2 separate regions of the Anser cygnoides genome follow, and region 2 is linked to region 1. Evidence: chromatin contacts called from public Hi-C data. All regions are on one chromosome and are shown on one strand. Each heading gives the region's core, a stretch centred on a gene start, on an enhancer-like site or on the middle of the called end of the contact. The rest is flanking DNA. Distances are from core to core; before and after follow the strand shown. Region 1 holds the start of DPY19L4 (dpy-19 like 4). Region 2 holds the start of NDUFAF6 (NADH:ubiquinone oxidoreductase complex assembly factor 6).

The links. A called contact is a pair of places that touch in the nucleus more often than the background predicts.
Region 2: a contact with region 1 is called in a Hi-C map of liver, with 2.0 times the contacts expected there. The contact joins the promoter of NDUFAF6 here to the promoter of DPY19L4 in region 1. A contact is called at or near these places in 3 of 7 Hi-C or Micro-C datasets (granulosa cells and liver).

Annotation. Positions count from the first base shown.
Region 1 is chr2:139,140,635-139,144,283 of Taihu_goose_T2T_genome, forward strand. It overlaps DPY19L4 (dpy-19 like 4), which reads left to right and starts at 1,615. Exons shown (of 17, transcript XM_066990600.1): 1 at 1,615-2,010. The coding sequence starts at 1,866.
Region 2 is chr2:139,299,007-139,302,809 of Taihu_goose_T2T_genome, forward strand. NDUFAF6 (NADH:ubiquinone oxidoreductase complex assembly factor 6) reads left to right here and starts at 2,359. Exons shown (of 9, transcript XM_066990608.1): 1 at 2,359-2,551.

The sequences.
Region 1 (3,649 bases), core at 365-2,864:
TCCCTTTTATCTGTATAGTTAATAACTGTCTGTACGTAAATAACTTTGCATGCATTTATGATTACATGCATTTATGAGTTTAAAGTGCAGGATTACCCATATACTGGAGCATTTGTAGAAAACTCCAGTTCCACAAGAAATGTAACAAGGCACAGTATGAAACAGCGAATACAAAGGAGGCTTAAGAAGACCAAAATTTACAGCATAACTGTACAGTCATTTGTTTTACTCCTGTCCATGTATTAATGGTCTGATTACAAATATTTAAAACTATTATTGCTGTTTTGATTGCAAAGATTATTTGTGTTCATTCCAGTGACTTATAATAGAATCAAGTTATGAAAAAAAAATAAGACAGATCAAACCCAACTACATTAAAAATGCAATGGATAATTTATGGATCATTAAAAACATAAGCAACTCTTTTAACTATCCAATAAATCAACAATTGCAGAAGTATTTTAAATTTTATTAAAAAACCCAGGAAACTTATAAATCTCATTTTACGCTCCAACAGGATACACAAATTGGTTTAGTTTTTCCTTTCAGCTGCTAGACGAGAAACCAAATCAGTTTTCCAGCGGCTCATCCGACAGTGGGCTGACTGCAGGAAGACATGCAGCCCCCAAGGGGCGATTGGCACAAACCTCTCCGACAGCTTGTCCAACAGTTTGCTTCTGTGAGGTTGAAACAAGCCCAGCTGCTCTGCTCGGGGTTGCACTCTGGTGCGGACAGAGACGGCTGCTGAGAGCTCCCGGGTCACAGCCTCCCAGCCCCGAAGCGAGCCCTCGGCTGACTGTGCCTGGGCAAACTCTGCACACACACAGGCGATGACATGCAGGCACCTCTCAGTTATGTCATTCTGTTTGTTTCTGAGCTTTTAGGTAGCAAGCATCAGGGCGTCTTCAGCAATCTTTCAATGTTGAGTTGGTACTGCCCTGCTCCCAGAGGTGATGACCCTAATCTGGTAGTTCAGGGCACGACTCCCTCAAAGGGTGGCAGTACTTAGCCCAGAGCACACACAGAATCATGGCATCATTAAGGTTGGACGGGACCTCCAAGACCACCTGGTCCAACCATCCCCCTACCACCAACGTCACCCACTAAACCATGTCCCCAAGCACCACGTCCAACCTTTCCTTGAACACCCCCAGGGACGGTGACTCCACCATGCAGGGAATGACGTCTGCATGAGGGTGGTGAAGCCCTGTACACCTCCACACGCGTACCATAATCATTAGAGAGAGATCCCCAACCTTTAACGTTTATGGTCTGACCCAATTGTCGGCAAGACAGAGGAAAATGTAAGATGACCTAGCTAAGCATCAGATCTTACCCCAGCCCTCCACCTTCTGCCAGCCTCTTTCTGCCAAGACTAAGATCTGAGACTAAGAACTCTAGACCAAGATCCTATAAACCTTTGAGCTTCTTGGCACCCTTTCAGCACACAGGGCTTTATATACTCTCTGCAATAGGAACTCACGGTGACCACCTGTGGGTAAACCCTTAGGGGGACCTCCTGAGGCGTGTCCCCCGGACGTGATTCAGGGGCTGTACCACCCCAAGCGCCCCCAGGACGTGCTTCAGGCTCCGTACCGCCCCGAGAGCAGCAAAGGAGCAGGTTACACTGCGACACCGGGGCTCTGCTCCCACCCCAGCCGCCTGCCCACCGCCGGCTCAGCCGCGGGGGGCGCCCCTTCCCTCAGCGGCTGGGGCAGGGCGCCGCCATGTCGCGGTACGCCGCGGCTGCGCGCCGGCCGCCTCCCTTCGCCCCGCCGCCACGGTTCCGCCTCCCCTTCCACACACGGGGCGCCCGGAGGCGGCGGTAGGAAAGCCGGGGCCGGGCCGCTTCCCCTCGCCGGGGTATGCGAGAGCGCTGCCGGCCGCGGGGCCGACGAGAGGCGGGCGGCGGCGGCGGCCGGAGAGCGGGCGGGGCGGCGGTGTCGCCCCCGAGGGAGCAGCGCGGGGCCCCGGCGGCGGGCGGCGGCGGCAGGCGGGCGATGGAGGAAGGTGAGGGGCCGGGCGTCACCGCCATCCCTCGCCCCGTGGCGCTGCCCCGCCGCCGGGGAGGCCCGTGTGGGCGCTGCGGGGGGCAGGCTTCGTCCCCTTCCCCGCCTCACGCCCGAGGGGGGGCGGCCGGGGGCAGCCCGGGGGCGCGGGGCTCCTCTGTGCAGGCAGCCCCTATTTGTTCGTCCCTAGGGGTTTTCTGTGGGGTGCCCCTTTGTGGGGCTGGGGGGTGGCGTTTGGCTTAACTGGGGAGCACGGCCGGGAGTGGGCACCTTGAGGAACAGGGGAGCAAAGGAGCCGTGCGCCGCGCTGTGTCCCAGCTCTCCTGATTTTGGAGGCGTTCTGGGCTGGATGTGGCTCCGTGGCAGCAGCGCCCAGGGGTTTGTGCTGCTGGGGTGCACACATCTGCCCCTGGGGCTGTGCGAGCTCTGTGGTGTGAGCTCAGAGCCCTGAAGGCCACGGTGTGCGGCGGGGGACCTGCTGCTGGCCTGGCGCACGGCGTCCGGGCCATCGCTTCTGGTGCCAGTGCTGGAAAACAGAACCCCTCTCTGGTGTCCGTTCACCCTGCGGGTGCACTTCGCTAGCTTGTGGGTCTGTGTTGTGCTTCTCCTGGTCATCTTTTTCTGCAGACTGAGGAAAATATCCTAACACGCTTACCTGAGATGTGAATGGGAGCCACTGCGCAGCCTTGATCCTTATTGGGGTCCCTCTCTGAAAGTTTCCCAGTCCTGCTTTATCCTTCTTCCAATAAGAGGACAAAAATCGCAGATAGTGGTCACTTTACTGGTAAAAAATGGATTAAAAGAGTGGCACGCAGGAGCAGTGACTCTGCAACAGAAACACAAAACTAAGTGGAACACGAAAAAACTTAAGGGAACTTGCAGGGAACTGGGGAGCGATCGTGGATAAAAAATTGCTTGCTGGATAGAGAGATGCTAGAGGCTGTGTCGTCAGTTCAAAATGCTAGATTATTTTTAGTCGTCACCTTGGTTGACTTTCATTTCACCCCGTTTAAAAGGATTCATGGAAGTGGAGACAGCATTTTTCTTGTTTGAGGCAGCTGCAAATTAAACAGAAATAGCATCCTTGGATCTTTCTTTATTATTGCTTCTTCTGAAGGGGGAAATCTATTGAGCAGTTTTCAAATTGTGGTGAAGATCACTTGCTGACTGAGGTGTCGTGGTTTCACAATTAGAATTTGAAATTTTTCTTTCTTTAGGAGTTTTCTATTGCTGCTGCTGACTCTAGACTTTGCAAGCATCTTACGCTTCTAATTTGGTTCACTAATATGCTAAAAAAAAAAATGAAAGAAATGCATTTTCCTCCAGCGTTCTCACTGCTACTTCTTTGGTCATCACTAGGATGGCAAGGACAGACAGTTGGCTTTCCAAGCAATCTGCACATTCTGGTGATGTAAATATTTTCTCCCATTTTATCTTGTCCGATACCAATGACTTCCAATTGCAGTGCACTCTGTGTTTGCATTGCTGATTGATTTAAGGACGCGAAGAGTTACCAGTGTACCTTTCGTTTTGGATTGACCTAATGGTAAATGCGATATTGAGCGCCTTAAGCATTGTTTTGTTGAATATTGTTCTAATTCTTGTTATGTTTAAGAAGCTAGATGTTTTCTATTCATTGT
Region 2 (3,803 bases), core at 1,109-3,608, 160 kb after region 1:
GAATACCTGAGCCTCCAGCCTGCTGGTTATGCTGAGGTGGGTCTCCTTCTCTCCTATTCTCTTCTGTATGATCACTTTTTCGGTACAAGCACCTGCATATACGTAGGCCTCCTGTATTTCAGACTCTGTTTGGCTATCATAGGATAGCTGGGGGTCTCTCTTTCTCATTTATATGGTGACAAATAATATCTGGATGTTTTTAACAAGGGTTGGATATAACTGATCAGTATTTTCTGACCCAAAACATTTTTTTTCCTCCAAAAACTCTATAATACAGCAACAACTGACTTATTTCTACCTAAACCAGTCATTGCTGTCACTAGCATTTCTGCCCAAGGATTTCAGAGTTTTATCTGAGGAATCTGCTGGACAAAATAATTAATAAGTACACATCAGAGAGAGCATTATCTTTCAGCTTCTGAGAGGAGTATTGAAAAAGGCCATGAAATGAGCTCTTTGACACAATTTTATCATTAAAAAATCATAGAAGCCCCTTATTAAGCTTAAAATTTCATATACAGTGTTAAAAGTAACTCCATAAAACATTAACTCTAATCATTATTTTCACTACACTGGCAAAACAAAAGTCTAACTGGCTAGAACCAAAACAGACTTGAAGAAGCTTTTCAATAACTATACATGATATGTGAAATATTTGTTTAAAGAAAAAAAAGTGTAATTTAATGAGAACAGTAAAGGTACAGAATGGCAAGAAACAAATTCAGTGAACTGAGAAAGAGGTCAGGATTATTGTTTTTTATAAGATACCTGGTTAATTCTTTTCTTACTAAGGGTTTAAATCAGATTAACACCATTTTGGTTCATTCAGAGATTAACAAAAGTTAATATTTTATAAGATTTATTTATAATACCCTTGAGGTTTAGAGTATGTTTATGTAACCCTTCTGCCAGGAATTGGCAGCAGCTGAAAGAGCTGGATTCATTTATCTAGGGGTTCTCTCTGAAAACTTAAACAACAGCAGTTTCAGCCTCCACCCAGAAATCTACCAAAGCTAAATGACCTCCTTTGGGTGCCCTGACAAACAATAAATCCTGCTCAAGGCATAGCAAGGGTTTAAAACAAGGTCCAGAGTTTCAAGACAAAGAGAACTTCAGAGACGAGGGAAAGAACTGAGGGAAAGGGACGAAGAAAGACTCAGGATAAACCCACAAGAGCCACTAATCGATAAACCAAATAATGCTGGAATGATGTTCCCAGCCTTCCTCTCCTCCTCTTCCCTTTGTTGTCTTGTCATCACACAAAATAAAGGCTTGCTCTCATTTCCAAACAGATGTCTTGTAACTTGAATGTCACTGCCCACTCAAAACCTCCCCCATATTTACTGTGTGGCTTCAATAATTTTCAGCTAAGCAAATGAACATGCATATTAGTGCCCCAGATCAGGGAGATCCTACTCACTTTCCAGCTCATAGTCTCCTGATCGTGCCAATTCCCTGTGCTGGCATGTATTCTCACCTGACCACGTAGTGAACTGATTCAGAGCAGCAAACTGGTAGAAAACTTCCTCAAGAAAACAAAGAGAGAGCAGTGAATGTTCTGCTGTTTTAATCCCCTGAATCAGCTCCATGTAGTATTAAATGAAGGAAAAGCTGGCACTTGGGAGGAGGATGGCAAGGCTGGGGATGGAAAGCTGGTCTGTTGCTACTTCTACTAATAACTACCCACAGTTTGGGTTGGCATGGTTTTAAGATGAAACAGCTCTTAAGCTTGTTGGTACTTTTGTTAATTTGTTAGTTTATCCTCAGATAGGCCAAACTTTGAAGGGACATGACTGCTCTGCCTGTGACTACAAGACTAAAATGACCGTGTTGTGATGTGAGTCAGCTCTGCAGAGGGACCATATCCAGCACAAGGTCCCAGCAGTGTCCCACAGCCTGCACCTGGAAGCTTTTAAGGTGTCTTTTAGGGATGGCAGCTCTAACCTAGTGTGTCAGGTCTCCCTTGTCCCCGTGTTCATGTGCCACCGCTGTGTTGTGGTGTGCTGGCTCTCTTGCCCGAACATGTTCTGTGTACGAATACTGCTGTGCCCAGCCTGTCACAGCTTGGGACTGCTCCAACGGGATATTTTTATCATTCAGATTCCTCAGATTTGTGGGGTTTGAACACGTGAGTGCCGGGTTTTCCGGAATTTCTTTTGAGGGGAATTCAGCTCAAGCCCATGCCAGCGGCGACCGCCCCGGGAGCCGGGGTAAACTGAGGCCAGGGCGGCGCCGAGGAAGCCATTTGCAGGACAACAAAAGGCTGCACGGCCAAAAACCCCGGACAGAAATAACGCATTCTTGGGTGCCATCTACCGGTACCTTCTCCCTTAAACTTTTACACCGGGCCCTTCTGCGACCCTTCGGCACTTTACGGAGCCGATCTCCGCCTGAGGCTACCTCAGGGTCCTGTCCCAGCGTCCTCCCACCCTCCGCCGAGCCAAGAGGGCGCGGGACCCCCGCTGCGGGAATCGTGTGGGGAAAAGCGGCCAAACCACCGAGGAGCCGCCACTTTACAGAGGACACGCTCCCAACCCTCCCCGTCGAGGGGGTGAGGAAGGGGCCGTCCCCCTCGGCTGCGCGGGCCGGGGTGAGCGACAGGAGGGGCGGAGCGGCAAAATGGCGGCCGCCGCCATGGCCGCGGGAGGGCTTCGTCCAGCGCCGTGCCACCGCCTGGTGAGGGCGGCGGGGGCCCGCGGCGGGCAGCCGTGGCTGAGGGAAGGCAGGGCGGCCGTGGCGGCGGGCTGGAGCCGGCCGGAGCCCGGGGGAGAGGTGCAGTACTGCGCCGAGCTGCTGCGGTGAGTGCTCGGGGGGGAGGCCGGGCTCCGCCGCCCGCCCAGCCCGCCTCGGGGGTGGGGAGAGCCGGGGACGGGGCCGGGCGGTGAGGGGGAGCCCGGCCCGGTCAGTGAGGGTAATCCGGCCCGGGGATGGGCCTGAGGAAATCTTAATGTGGGCCGGCTCCTTTCGTTGTGGGGACACCGACCTCCCCTTTTCGGGGGACGTGCGAGGTCCTGAGATGCCCCGCGGAGTGCCAGGGCCCTGCTCCTGTTGTGGTCTTTTCTCCTCGAGTAATATCGGGACCGCAAATAAAAACCTGCGGTGGAAACTGCTGGATAAATATTGGAACTGCAAGGCTGATTTAATCTGTAAACAGTGTTTTTTTTTTTTTTCTTCCTTCTTTCACAGCTGCTTTTCTTCAGAAGCATTGGACGTTTCCATTTGATTGTTTCAGATTATGCAGTGAAAGATCATCGAAACGGGCATTTAAAAATAATCAGTGCTTTCAGGTCTTGGTTACTGGGAAATAGTCAAACTTTCCAAGGACTCCTTGGAAAAACGAGCAGAGGAAATCCCCCAGCTGGACAGACCTGAAGTAGCTGTCCTGACCTTAAAGCAGGAGGGGGAGGATGCAAAAACATCTTTTCAAAAGCATCTGCCTTTGGTCAAAGCCCAAGGAGCAGGAGCACAGGCCGGAGGCTTTCAGGTCAGGGGACGCGTCCTGCTTTGCTTCTGGAGCTGCAAGCGATGTGCAACGCCCTCTGCTTGTTTCCTAGTCCCCAGGAGTTCAAAGGTACAGGGTTAGAGGAAGAAACCCATCTGCTGTGTAAAGACTCCTGCTTTCTATTTGGATGCTGTTGTTGATGAAAGCAGAGAGAAGGCTTCGAAGTGTGTATGGAAGGAGTGGAGCAGGATAGTCGTCTCCAAACCGACAGCTGTAAAAGACACAAAGTCACATGTGGTCAGCAGTAGTGGTTGAAGTGGGACAGCTAATGCAGAGAAATGTGACCACCTTAAGTTTTCAG